Linked DNA regions of Rattus norvegicus: region 1 is linked to region 2. A link is a contact called in public Hi-C data. All regions are on one chromosome and are shown on one strand. The core of a region is the stretch at or near the end of the contact, and the rest is flanking DNA. Distances in the headings are between cores, read along the strand shown. Region 1 has its middle 18 kb from the start of Crybg1. Region 2 overlaps Crybg1 (crystallin beta-gamma domain containing 1).

Region 1 (5,362 bases), core at 805-3,304, 160 kb after region 2:
TTAATAGAACATATTTTATTTACTCGTTAACAATTTTACACATTTAAACAATGCATCTTGGTCACATTTACCCCAGCTTCCCCTCCTCCTAGCCCTCTCCTCTTCCCCCTCCCTCCCGCAGGCAGGCATCCCTGACCCGTCCCTCTCCCCACCCCATGTCCTCGCCTTTGTGCTTCTGTTAGTAACCCAGCGTATCCAATCGCTGCTGCCTGCCGGGATGTTGACTGAGCTTGTTGACTTGATCTCATGCAGGTAATCACAGTTACAGAGAGCTCACGGGGGTGGGGGGGGGGTGGGGGTGGCACACTGAGTTCACAGGCTCACCAAGCATGGCGTATCTCAGAGAGAGCATTTCAGGGCGCAGCTCCCCGTCCGCCATCTTGTCAATCCTTCCTGTTCCTCTTCCGAGGTGGTACCCGAGCTTTGGGGAGGAGGAGGTTTGATAGCGATGTCAGATTTAAGACTGAATATTCAGCAGATACTTATTCTCATCTCTTTGACAAGTTGCGAGTCTTCGGCGAGTTATGGTAAACGCTGTAGAGAGAAGCTTCTTCGGCTAAGGTTGGGGAAAACACTTGTTGATGAGCACAAATGTCTAGAAGGAAGTTTGGCAGCATCATCATTCACCACAAAAGAGTAGTAGGCTTCTCCCTAGGCCCTCTGACCTTCCGACCCATGGGCTTTTGCACAGATTGACAGTGGAGCAGGACTTAACTCTGATCCAAATGCAGCCGATTACCCCCATAACCTTTGGGCCATTATTGTTTTGGTTTGGTTTGGTTTGGTTTTGTTTTCTGATTTGTTTTGAAGGTCTTGAAGTCTTGATCTTCCCGCTCCAGCCTCCCAGGCGCTGGGTTTGCAAGCTGCTTTGAGTCCTAATAGATGCATCGGTGTAAATAAAATTCCAATCTAAACCATTCTTGCGATCAAGAAGTCCTAAGTTAGGCTGTGTTCTTTGACTGAACAAAAAAGGGGCAGAGGAGATGTTCTGAGCTGAGCATGGTGGAAGATGCCCGTAACTCCAGCTCTGAGGAAGATGAGGGAAGAGGGCTTCGAACCCATGGCTAGCCTTGGTCACAGATAGATCTTGTCCCAGTCGAATACTTGTTTAAAAACAGTTCCGAGGGCATTTCCAGATTGGTGCTTTCCAGCAGCGGCTTCAGGTGCCCTCCACTTTAGAGTTCTCCCTAGCCGACATTCTTTATGAAGGAGCGGATCAAACGGCTCATCTGACCTGCGCCTGCACTGCTGTTTGACATAACCTTAGCCTCATGCTTCATTTAGAAACCAAGCTGGCACTCAGTGTGCTCTCTCTGGTCTTCCTCTAGCAACACTCCTAGATACTACTTTTCACTCGTTCCTAGACTAAATCAAGCTTGCCTCTGTCCTTCCTTTCACACCCGGCATGGTGGTGACAGGATTGGAAGATCTTTGTTTGCTTTGTGACAAGGTCTCCTGTAGCCCAGGATCAAACCAAGTAGCAGATGACTCTGAACTGCCGATCTTTTTCCTGCCACCGTGCTTGGGTTACTTTTAATCTTCACAAATAGAAACCTGCCCAGTATCTGACGCTATGAGTTGGAATCTAGAGTTCTGTAACTTAGGCATGGAAATTCAATATGTGGAAAATAGCAAATGGTGTATTAAAACCAGGCCGACAATCCACTTAGAACAAGCAGTCTGCTTTCACAGGGGGTTACTGTGGAGACGAAGCACTGTGGTGAATGGGTAGGCTATGCCACGGGGAAGACAGCCACAGTAGCACGTGAGGCAGTGTCAACATCTGGCTGCCCCAACACTCAAGCAACTGCCTTTGTTGTGTTCTCCTGACAGTGCATGGAGTTATGTCCCACGGTTCTGGGTAAGGAGACCAACCCACATAGTTCACGGCTGATGCGTGATCTGCATTTGCCTCACCTCCCTCACATCCCTTTTCCAGAACAGGACAGATCTGAATAAATAGCCCAGCGATCTATAATTCACACACCTCCATAAGCATCGCAAATGAGAAGAAAGGTCACTCTTATTTCCTAATGCACTGGTCATGTCCTCTCTTGCAAAACCCCACTCTTCTGTAAGAGTTATGCAATGCCCTTTATTTACTACAGCTACAAAATGCTTATCCCGCATAGCACGCAGATGTGTCACAGCTTAGCTCCAGAGCAGAGCCTCGCGCAGGCAACTTCAAGCATGGGTGTTGCTCAGATTAGTTATTTAGGCCAAGCTAGGGAGGGAGGAATGACAAGGTATGGCCGAGAAACCGTATGAAAATTTATGATGCGTTTTACGAATTAGATCTGAAACCCAATGAGCGATGGTAAAATCCACAGTAAAGCAACTGAGTCTTTTTTTTTTTTCCCTCGTGTGCGTGAGAGTTTGCCTACGTGTATGTACATGGTCTGTGAGAGCAAAAGTCATGTTATAAGTTGTAACTGCTGTGCCTAAGAAAGCATGATACAGAAATGCCTCTAACCTGTAAGCCCCTTGCCGAAGCACAGATACGTCCTGAAATGCCCGAGGCCCTTGCTGATTGGATGAAACGAGCCACGTGTTTTTACTCCCTTAAACAAGCTTGTTGTGCTTGATCTCATGTGGGCAGGTTGTGTGTGAGCAGGATGTACGCTTGTCCCTGATAGAACCTGGCGGGAAATATAGCGGCCCCGCGGCTTTGTCCTTTTAAGCCTCTGAGACATGGAGTTGCATGGCCAAGTACGGACCCATGTAGGGAGCTTGCCGGAGTCCATCCACCTGCCCAGTGTCTAATCAAAGCTTGCTTCAAATTTGGGGTTAAATTTGTGATAGTGGTCTTATTCTGAACTGGTGGGTTTAGCATTTTCTGGAGGACCCAGCAAGATTCAGATCACCTACCCAAATTCTAAAACTGGGCCTTCATCCTGGAACTCTAGGACGGAGAAGCCACGTCAGGAGGCATGTGCCTTGAGGCTGTCCCAGGCTCCGTGGCTGCCTTTGGTTTGCGGATTATTGGGGTGAACTCTCATGCTGAGAGATGTAGCAAGCACCAATAGAGGTCTCCTCATGAGTCACAGTCTGTTCTGTTCTCTGGGATCCTGGTCTAGGGACGTGCAGGGAATTGAAAAGGACCCCAATATTTTCCAGGGCAAATACTATGCCATCACCTGGCTGCCTGGTTTTGATTGGTTAGAATGTTCTATGTCGTGTATGTGGATTGGTCTGCGTTTCTTGGTGGGTCTTTACATTTGGTTACACACATGGATCTGAGACAGAAATAGATACCATTTTTTTTTTGTCTCTGTTGCCACCAGACCCCAACCACTACCGCTGCCATGACTGCTTTTAGGGAAGGGGCTCAGATTTATTTCCAAGTTCTTGGTCACTGAATTCAGGTCTGCAGGAACCCAGATGTCTTTTGGGTGTGCATAATGTTGGAGTTGTTTTATATTTTCTACTTTACTGAAAAGCTGGCTCTTGAGTCGGTTTATGGCTCTCCCTTCTCTAGACCCAAGCATGTTTAAAACTTTGATCAATGTCCTGTGTTGGTCAATTCACCTGGCAGTGTGACAGAGAGAAAAGAGCAAAGCAGGGCAGCCAAAAAAACTAGACTGTGTTAATGTGAACATTTGGTGCCTCAAGATTTGTAAGTTAATTTTGTTGAGTATGGTTAAAAATCTGTAACATTTGTGGGAAAAGTTAAGTAAAACTCGTAACAGAATTGATAGTTAAAAAATGTATGCATTAAGTGATCTTAAAGGAACCATGTGACACGATTCCATTGTGGGGTATAAGTAACATGTGGCTTGCCACCATCTTTAGGCAACCACGTGGCTGGTTGTCATCACTGATAGGGTTGGAAAGGGTAGATGTCATGTGACTTCACCACCATCTTTGGGCAGCCATGTGTGAAATGGAAATTTCTGGTTTCTTTGGAGACTCAGTTGTGTCATGTGCTGTTTTTCTGGAAGCAATGTTTTGCTGAAGCAGACATGAGAGGGTGTTTTGTTGAGAACAGACCCATGGTGGTGTTTTTCTGGAAGCTGCCTTATAAAAGGGCATGTGATATTTTGCTGGAGCAAATGCTTGAGGGGTTTTGTGGTGTTTAGAAAGAATATACATATAATCCCACTTAGAGGGAGAGAACTCTCTCACACTGGTTCACCTTCGCAACGCTTTGCTGGCCTTCTCGGACAATGCTGTTGCATTGGTTCACCTACACAATGCTTTGCTGGCCTTCACGGACAATGCTCTTGCATTGGTTCATCTTGCAACAGTTTGCTGGTCTTCACTGATCTTTGACTGCTGTGGCTTATTAGAGAGAAAAGTGCTAAAGAACTTCTCATGGTATTCTGACTGCTTCTTGCCACTTCCTCAGTCTTGTGCCAATTTGCAGGAGCCTTGCAGTTTCTTCTGGATTGAGCAACTGATATTTATTCATATTTGGTGTTTTGGACTGGTCTGCTGATATCCTGACAACAAAGATCAGAATTGCCCCTGAAGAACTAATTCTAAAAAGGTCCACAACCCTCATTTCCTACTAACTTTTCCTTTTCCCTTTCTCTGGAAGGAAGGTTGAAGTGTTTAAGAACATTTATTAGTGTAGGTCTTGTAAGCCTACACATGTGGCTGAAAGCCATCTTTTCTAGGCTTAGAGAAGACAGATGTTCACAGCCATCTTGATTAAAGATGACCACATGGGCTGACCCAACTAAGAAGGTAACAATAGATCTCTAAGACATTTTGGGTTAGGATGGACTTTCATGTGATAATTCCTGTCATGCAAACAGAGATTTTGAAAGATAGGATTTTTAAAAGAAATGCCTGTTTAGTAAAGTATTAAAGCTATACACCCACGCATTCCCATGTAAGAAGGTACCTTGTATTGGCAGCCAAACTTTGTAGCATGAAAGCAATCCAGGTGGTATTGATTTTAAAGATATGAAGGAGCCATGGAGAACAGCAGAGGCTTGCCCGTGTGTGACAGGGATGGGTTCTCACAGAAGATCCAGATGCAGTCTTGGAGATGTCTGTGTCACGTGAGAGTCACCAGGGATACCACCCACAGTGAAATGGAGCCAGCTTGGATCTAGAAAGCAGGCTAAGTATATGCTGCCGAGGGTGGGGCCAGAGCGGTGACCCAAGCCCCTCAGAAAAGCCCATAGGATTATGAACGAATCCCAAATACTAAGCATTGAATTGTCTGCACTATCAGAACTTTGTTCTGCCTCCTATAGATGGTGGTTGTACCCTGTATCTTCCCACTTGGAGTAAAAATGTGTACTTTACTTTTGATGTTGCAGGAGCATACAGATGAGAGATTTTAATCTTAAGAAGAAATTTTGGAGTTTTAATTAAATTACAGAAAATTGGACATTTCTAAAGAAACAGC
Region 2 (6,027 bases), core at 84-2,583:
AATCTGTTACCATCAAACCACAAGCCCAGGCTCCTCCAGGAAACCGGTGACTGCTTGTCCTGTACTCCCAGAACCTTTCTTTACAATGGCAAGATCCACTTGGCCCTTTTAATTTGATTCCTGTGCTCCTTCCTTACAGCCACAAGGGGGACTTAAACGTTGAGGGCAACGGGGTGCATCACAGGTGTGGGTCACCTACCCCACAGCACACAGAACAAAGGGCACTCAATAAATACTTGCGAAATTGCTAAACTTGCAAGCGAGTGGTTATGGTCTGTTGTTTCGGGTCCTTTCACTTAGGAAATTTTCAGTAATAACACCGATCATCTCAATAAGAGAAAAGTCACTCCCAGCCCAGAAATAAAAGAACTCCCTAGATCATGGAAAGGGGTTATTAGAAATGTCCTTTAAGCTTGCTTTAGGACAGCAATATACTAAAATTCCATGATTAAGTTCTCTTAAAGTTTCCCCTGTCAATGCCACTGGGTCACTCTCAAAATCCTGCTGGCTCCCTGGGACTACCCTGAAATGCCCCTGTATGCTTTGGATAAAGAATATAATTAGCTCTGTCAAGCCATTAAGTCTTATCTCCGCTGTTTACGTAAACACAGCGCCCCGGAGGGATATATCCTATTTTTGCATTCATTTAACTTAGGTCTTAGCAGGAAATAGCGGCGGAGGCTGCCAAATGAGCCTTAGCTCTACAAACAGCTCTTTTTCTCTTTGAAGTTTTCAACAGGGGAAAAAAATACAGGTTACAGACCAACCATACAACCCTAGGCAGCCCCCAGCCCAGACTCACTCCTCCTCCGCTACTTACAGGGTCACTTTGGTGGTCACAGTCGACCTGCCCACGCCGAACTGGTTCCTGGGCTTCAGGCCGTCGGCGTCGGACGCTCCTGTTCCCCTGCTCGACTCTCGACTGCGACCGGCGTCGGCCCGGCTATCCCCGAAGTGGTGGGGCAGCGGCCCCCTCTTGTGCTCAGGCTTGATCTCAGGCAGCAGCGAGCTGCTTTTGACCGTGAGCTCGCGCGGGACGACGCGGCCCGCCTCCTCCCCGCCGTCCGCCGCGGCGGGCGCCCTCTTGGGTGGGGACTCCTTGGCGGGTGCGCGCGAGCCGCTGCCGGGCGAGCTGGGCACCGCCTCGGGGACGCGGCTGCGACCCTTCCGCTTGGTGGGCGACTGGGGCTTGGCGCGGTCCGGCTCCGCTCGCGGTTGCCCTCTGGGGCAGGCGCTGGGCTTCGGCTCCGGGCTGGCGACCGAGGCTGAGCCTCCGTCGGGAACCGCTTGAACCGATTTCACTTTCCTTTCCGCCGTGCAGTTCTCAGCCGCGGCGTCTGGCGCCACCTCGTCGTCGAACACCGCGTCGTCCTTGGCCGCACTCTCGGGCGCCACGGCGTCCGCGCCCGGGGAGTCGGTGGATTTCTGCGACTTCCTCCGCCGACCGGACCGGCGGCCGCTTGACCTCTTTTCCATGTCGTCCGAATCCTCGCAGCAATCGTCTGTCCCCGGAGCAATCGAGGCGGGCTCGGCCACCTGAGCCACCTCAGTCTTGCTCAAGTAGATGTCCAACTTTAGCACTTTGGTGGGATGCGCGCGGTCGGCCGGCCCGGCTGTGCCGCTGGTCTCTGCGCCCTGGGCGGGAGGCTCTCCAGGCGGAACCGCGTCCCCGGGGTCCCCCAGAGAGCCCGCTTCGGAACCCACGCCGGGGGCTCCGTCGGGGGCCTCTCCTACTCCTCCCACGAGGTGCTCCTCGGGCGGCGACCCTGACACACCCCTCGCTGCCTCCCGTTGGAGGCCAGCGCCAGGCAACGCGTCCTCCCCCGGACTGCGGGCGGGCGTCTCTGCGCTCTCCTGCCCGGAGCGATTCCCTGGTGAGGAATGCAACAGCTCCTTGGCAGCGGTGGTGGCATCTGGGAAAGTCTCTCCCTCTGCCTGCAGAGGTTCTAATTGGGCTGAATCATTGCAGAGGCACTGCTGCACAACCCCTACCTTGATGCTGGAACAAGGTGACGGTCCGGCGTCGCAGGGGGTTGCCTGGACACTGCTCTCAGCGGACTGGCCCTCAGCCTCCTGCCTGGAGCCCGCCTCGCCAGCTTCGCCAGCCTCGCCCGCGTCGGTTGGCTTTAGTTGGTTGCCCTGAGCCTTACTTTTCTCACTCTCTGTTTCTGGGACTTTAGCAGAGGCCGATTTGCTATTTGAGTTGGTGGGACTCTCTAATCCGTTCCTGGTGTTCCTCCTCCTTCCAGCCGTAAAAAGAGTGCCGAGTTTCCCCAACACCGGCTTCCTTCTGGTGTCTTCTGGCGGTTGGGCTCTGGACTGGAGAGTGAAAAGAGACGGGGAGAGAAAAACTTGAGAACCCGTTTTTGTTCTGCTTTGATAGGTTACAGAGCTACTGCAAAAGCAACTTGGCAACGGACCAGGTGTGATTGACAGTGAAAAGGTACAGCCAGGAGGGGCAGCATAGGACTGTGTCTGCTCTTTGTTATCCTCCAACAAAATTCACTTTAAAAATTAGACAGACAGACAGACAGACAGACAGACAGACAGAGGTAGGGTCTCATGTAACAAACGCTTGCTGTCCTGGAACCCATCATGTAGACCAGGCCTTGAATTCACAAAGATCCGCCTGTATCTACCCCCTGAAAGCTGGGGTTAAAAGCGTGCACCACCATACCTGCGTGGCTAAACTGGTTGCGAGCCTAACCTCAACGGCTGAGCCATCTCACTAGCCTTAAATTTCTTTTCCTTAAACACATTTTCGAAGCTACATAACTTACAACAGTTTTTCGTTATAAGTGTTTTTTACCCGGAACGTCCAATTATCACACGTATGCAGGAGGGGCTTCTGCCTTTTACTTCTTTCCTTAGTAAAAAGGCAACTTTAACGAATCCTGGTGTGATTTCGGGGTCCGTGGTTCTCCTCTCCCCTCCTCCAGGTACCTTAAGGAGGTTATTTTTCTTTTTACAGAAACAACTCCCTTTCTTTTCTGGGAGAGGGGCGGGGTGGGAGTGGCGCAAGGAAAATTACTAGCGTCCCTCGGGACAACCTTAGGCACACCTGGGTCTAACCTTCAGCAAAGGTGCAGGAATGCAGCACCTGGCCCCGCCCAACAGCAACGCGCTCGCCCAATGAGGCCCACGTGCCCGCGTTCAAACTGCGCGGGCTGCGGAGCGCTGTCCCGCCTCTTCCCAGCTCACCCTAGGCTTCACCGGGGAGAGTCCTCAAAGTTCCTGCTGAGGGGCAGGGGCAGGGGCAGGCGGAGGTCCCTCCTACGCAGGGAGGGTAGTGGAAAGCCAGCCTAGCAGACACTGCCCGGGGGCTACAGCCTGCACCAAGTGTTGCAAGTTCTTGCAGCCAGCGTGCAGCAGATCAATGAAAGCAAGGACCTCACCCCCAGGGTCGGTGACTGGGAGGAGTGAGTAGGGGGTCGCTGGGCTGGACAGGAAGTCGGGGGCAACCCTTCTGGGCAGCCTGTATGCGGGATTAACTCGACTCACCGCAGCCCCTTAAGAGCTTAAAACTCAAGACCCAGGTGAGAGAGTCTAATCCCCGGGGAGGCAGAAAGCAGCCCCACCTCTCTTAAAGGTGATCATTTGTTCTGGACGGTTCTGACTCACCACTTAGGGATTCCCGATGCAGCCTTAATGCAGATAAGCGTCCCCACCCCCAGTGAGCTACAAAAACATTGGAGGGAGTCCGGAGTCTGTGGGAAATGAAAAATGCCCGGGTAAAAAGTGCTCGTGATCGACAGAGTCAACACGCATCTGTTGAGACAGACCTGGCAGCGTAACCCTGCGGCAACCTAGTGAGGTAATGTGTTACCTACTGTGGATGGGGGGAAAAGGCCGAGATCAAACCGAAATGTGCTGGAGGCGGGGCAACAAAGCGGGCATTCAAACGCTTGCCTTCCGGTTCCAACTAGTGCCCCATCTAGTCCACCACAGAGGACACGCGGGTGCAGAGGGGACCTATGAATCCAAGTGGCCCCCAGAGAAACAGATCCCCAAACTACGCAGACCCAGACCGCCACTCCAGGCTCCAAGGAAGGCACTGAATTGTTCAGATAGGTTCACAAATCCACAAATCCCCAAGTGCTGCTTAAGAAAGAACCCGAGAGCTGTGACAATGGAGATAGCTAAAAGACAGTCACCCAGAGCTCCCGTGGCTGGAGCGATGTGCTTCTGAGATGTAACCACATTCAGCTTAATCCAGTTCTTCCACGCTTATGGAAATGATAGAGAAGGAATGGGGCGTGGCTTAAAAACTACACCGAGGCATCCTGGTTCCTAAGGAAACATCATCGGTGGCTTTTGTTTTGTTTTAAATTAAATGTTTTTCGATTAAAATACCTGCCCACTGAGTCCCGCTTAGGCACTAGACACTCACAAAATGATTTACGTAGTCATCTTTCCAACCGCCCTTACAGTTTTTTTTTTTTTTTTATATCCACATGCCAAGATTACCCATGTCCAAAGCTGCACAACTGGCTAGACCTTCTGACTCTGAAAATAGAGCCCTTTGTGTCTATTGCCTGGACAGGCAGGCCATCAAGCGTGCCCTGAAAGAGTAGACAGGAAAACGAGCCTCGAGTCTGTTGGCTCGATTCCAGTGCCTGTCAAAATTAAACAACCAGAGTAAGTATCACTCTGCCCTACCGAGGAATGTTGCAACCCATTTTTCCCATGCTGGGGAAGATGCCTGGTCAGCAGTCCTCTAGTCAGTATAAGCGTCCCTGCCCCCAACGCTCAATCTTAGTTGTAGTTGCTTTTTATAAAGCCAGTTGCTTGATTTTCGACTTGACTACCTCTTATACCCCCTACACATACTAGTGCTTTTATAACAACTTCATTCAGAAGAGCCCCAAACTGGAAATGTTTTCAATGTCCACCAACTGCAGAATGGAAAAACAGACTGAGATATATCTAGGCAACAGATTAGGATGTGACAATAAAGAGGCAAGCTTTTGACACCCAAGGGCACAGTGAATTCTCAAATGCATTGTGCTAACTGGAGGCGAGGAAGTAGCCTGTGTATATTCAATTCCCGGTACGATCACCAGAAACCAGTTTGAGGGGAGTGAGATGATGATTATGGTGATGATTACACACATGTACACAGCTCTCGGACACCTATCAAGCTTAAGATGGGTGGACTGGCTGGGCACAGTGACATAGCCATGTCACCCCAGCCACTCAGGAGAATGGAGAGAGGGGATTTCTTCTTCTTTTCTCGGTTGTTTTGTGTCTCTGACAGCGTCTCACTGTGCAGCTCTGGCTATCCTGAAACTCACTATGTAGACTAGGCTGGCTTCAAACTCCCAGAGATCTGCCTGCCTCTGCCTCCTGAGTGCTGAGAATAAACGGCTGCACCACTATACCCGGACAGAAGGATTTCTTGGTAGCAAGAGCTTATGGCCAAACTAATTTTATAGCAAGACTCTAGATCTTTAAAAACAAAACAATTTGTGTCAGAGACAGGAGGATACCTTCTAGTTCTGGCCAGCCTGGCCTATATAAGGACTGCTAGGACAGCCAGAGCTGCATAGCAAGACCCTCTCTCAGAAAACAAAGAGAAAAGTCAAAAATTCAAAATGTGCTCATGTGTAATCTTAGCAGAACAGTCAGGAGTTCAAGGTCATCCTTGACCACAAAGTGAGTTCAAGACCAGTCTGGTCTACATGAAACTGTGTCTCAAAAGAATAAATTGAAATGAATACAGAGATGAGTTTGTCCTGACTTACGCCATATCTTAATAAAGTTGCTTTAAAGGAAAGATTCCCTTGGGAAGCAAGGAACACACAGTGTGTCAGGGACACAGTTCTTACCGGGGGTAGGCAAGCTCTCGAGTCATTACAGAGGCTTCTCCTATCTCTAGGAAATGAAGGTTTGCCAAGGGGCCAGCCTTTGAGGAACCCAGGAGCCATCCCCTCTGAGCAGGAGCAGCTGAGCAGGGCTCAGAGTGGCCCATCCATTGTGTTAGGAGAAAGTCTTCTGTCTTTGAGAAACACTTTCCTCAAGCAAGCT

What was found. Hi-C and Micro-C count contacts between places; a contact is called where the count stands out from the background.
Region 1: a Hi-C map of liver shows a contact between it and region 2, with 2.4 times the contacts expected there. The contact joins two enhancer-like sites. A contact is called at or near these places in 2 of 12 Hi-C or Micro-C datasets (kidney and liver).

What each region holds. Positions count from the first base shown.
Region 1 is chr20:49,219,732-49,225,093 of GRCr8, forward strand. No RefSeq gene overlaps it. Among named protein-coding and RNA genes, the nearest start is that of Crybg1, 18 kb to the left of the region's middle. Within about 2 kb of position 2,055, at least 2 of the 93 cell types and tissues checked have an H3K27ac peak or open chromatin away from gene starts, as enhancers often do. A contact at or near this core is called in liver, where this site is marked.
Region 2 is chr20:49,058,833-49,064,859 of GRCr8, forward strand. Crybg1 (crystallin beta-gamma domain containing 1) reads right to left here. Exons shown (of 22, transcript XM_063279640.1): 3 at 821-2,319. Among named protein-coding and RNA genes, the nearest start is that of Rtn4ip1, 97 kb to the left of the region's middle. Within about 2 kb of position 1,334, at least 13 of the 93 cell types and tissues checked have an H3K27ac peak or open chromatin away from gene starts, as enhancers often do. A contact at or near this core is called in liver, where this site is marked.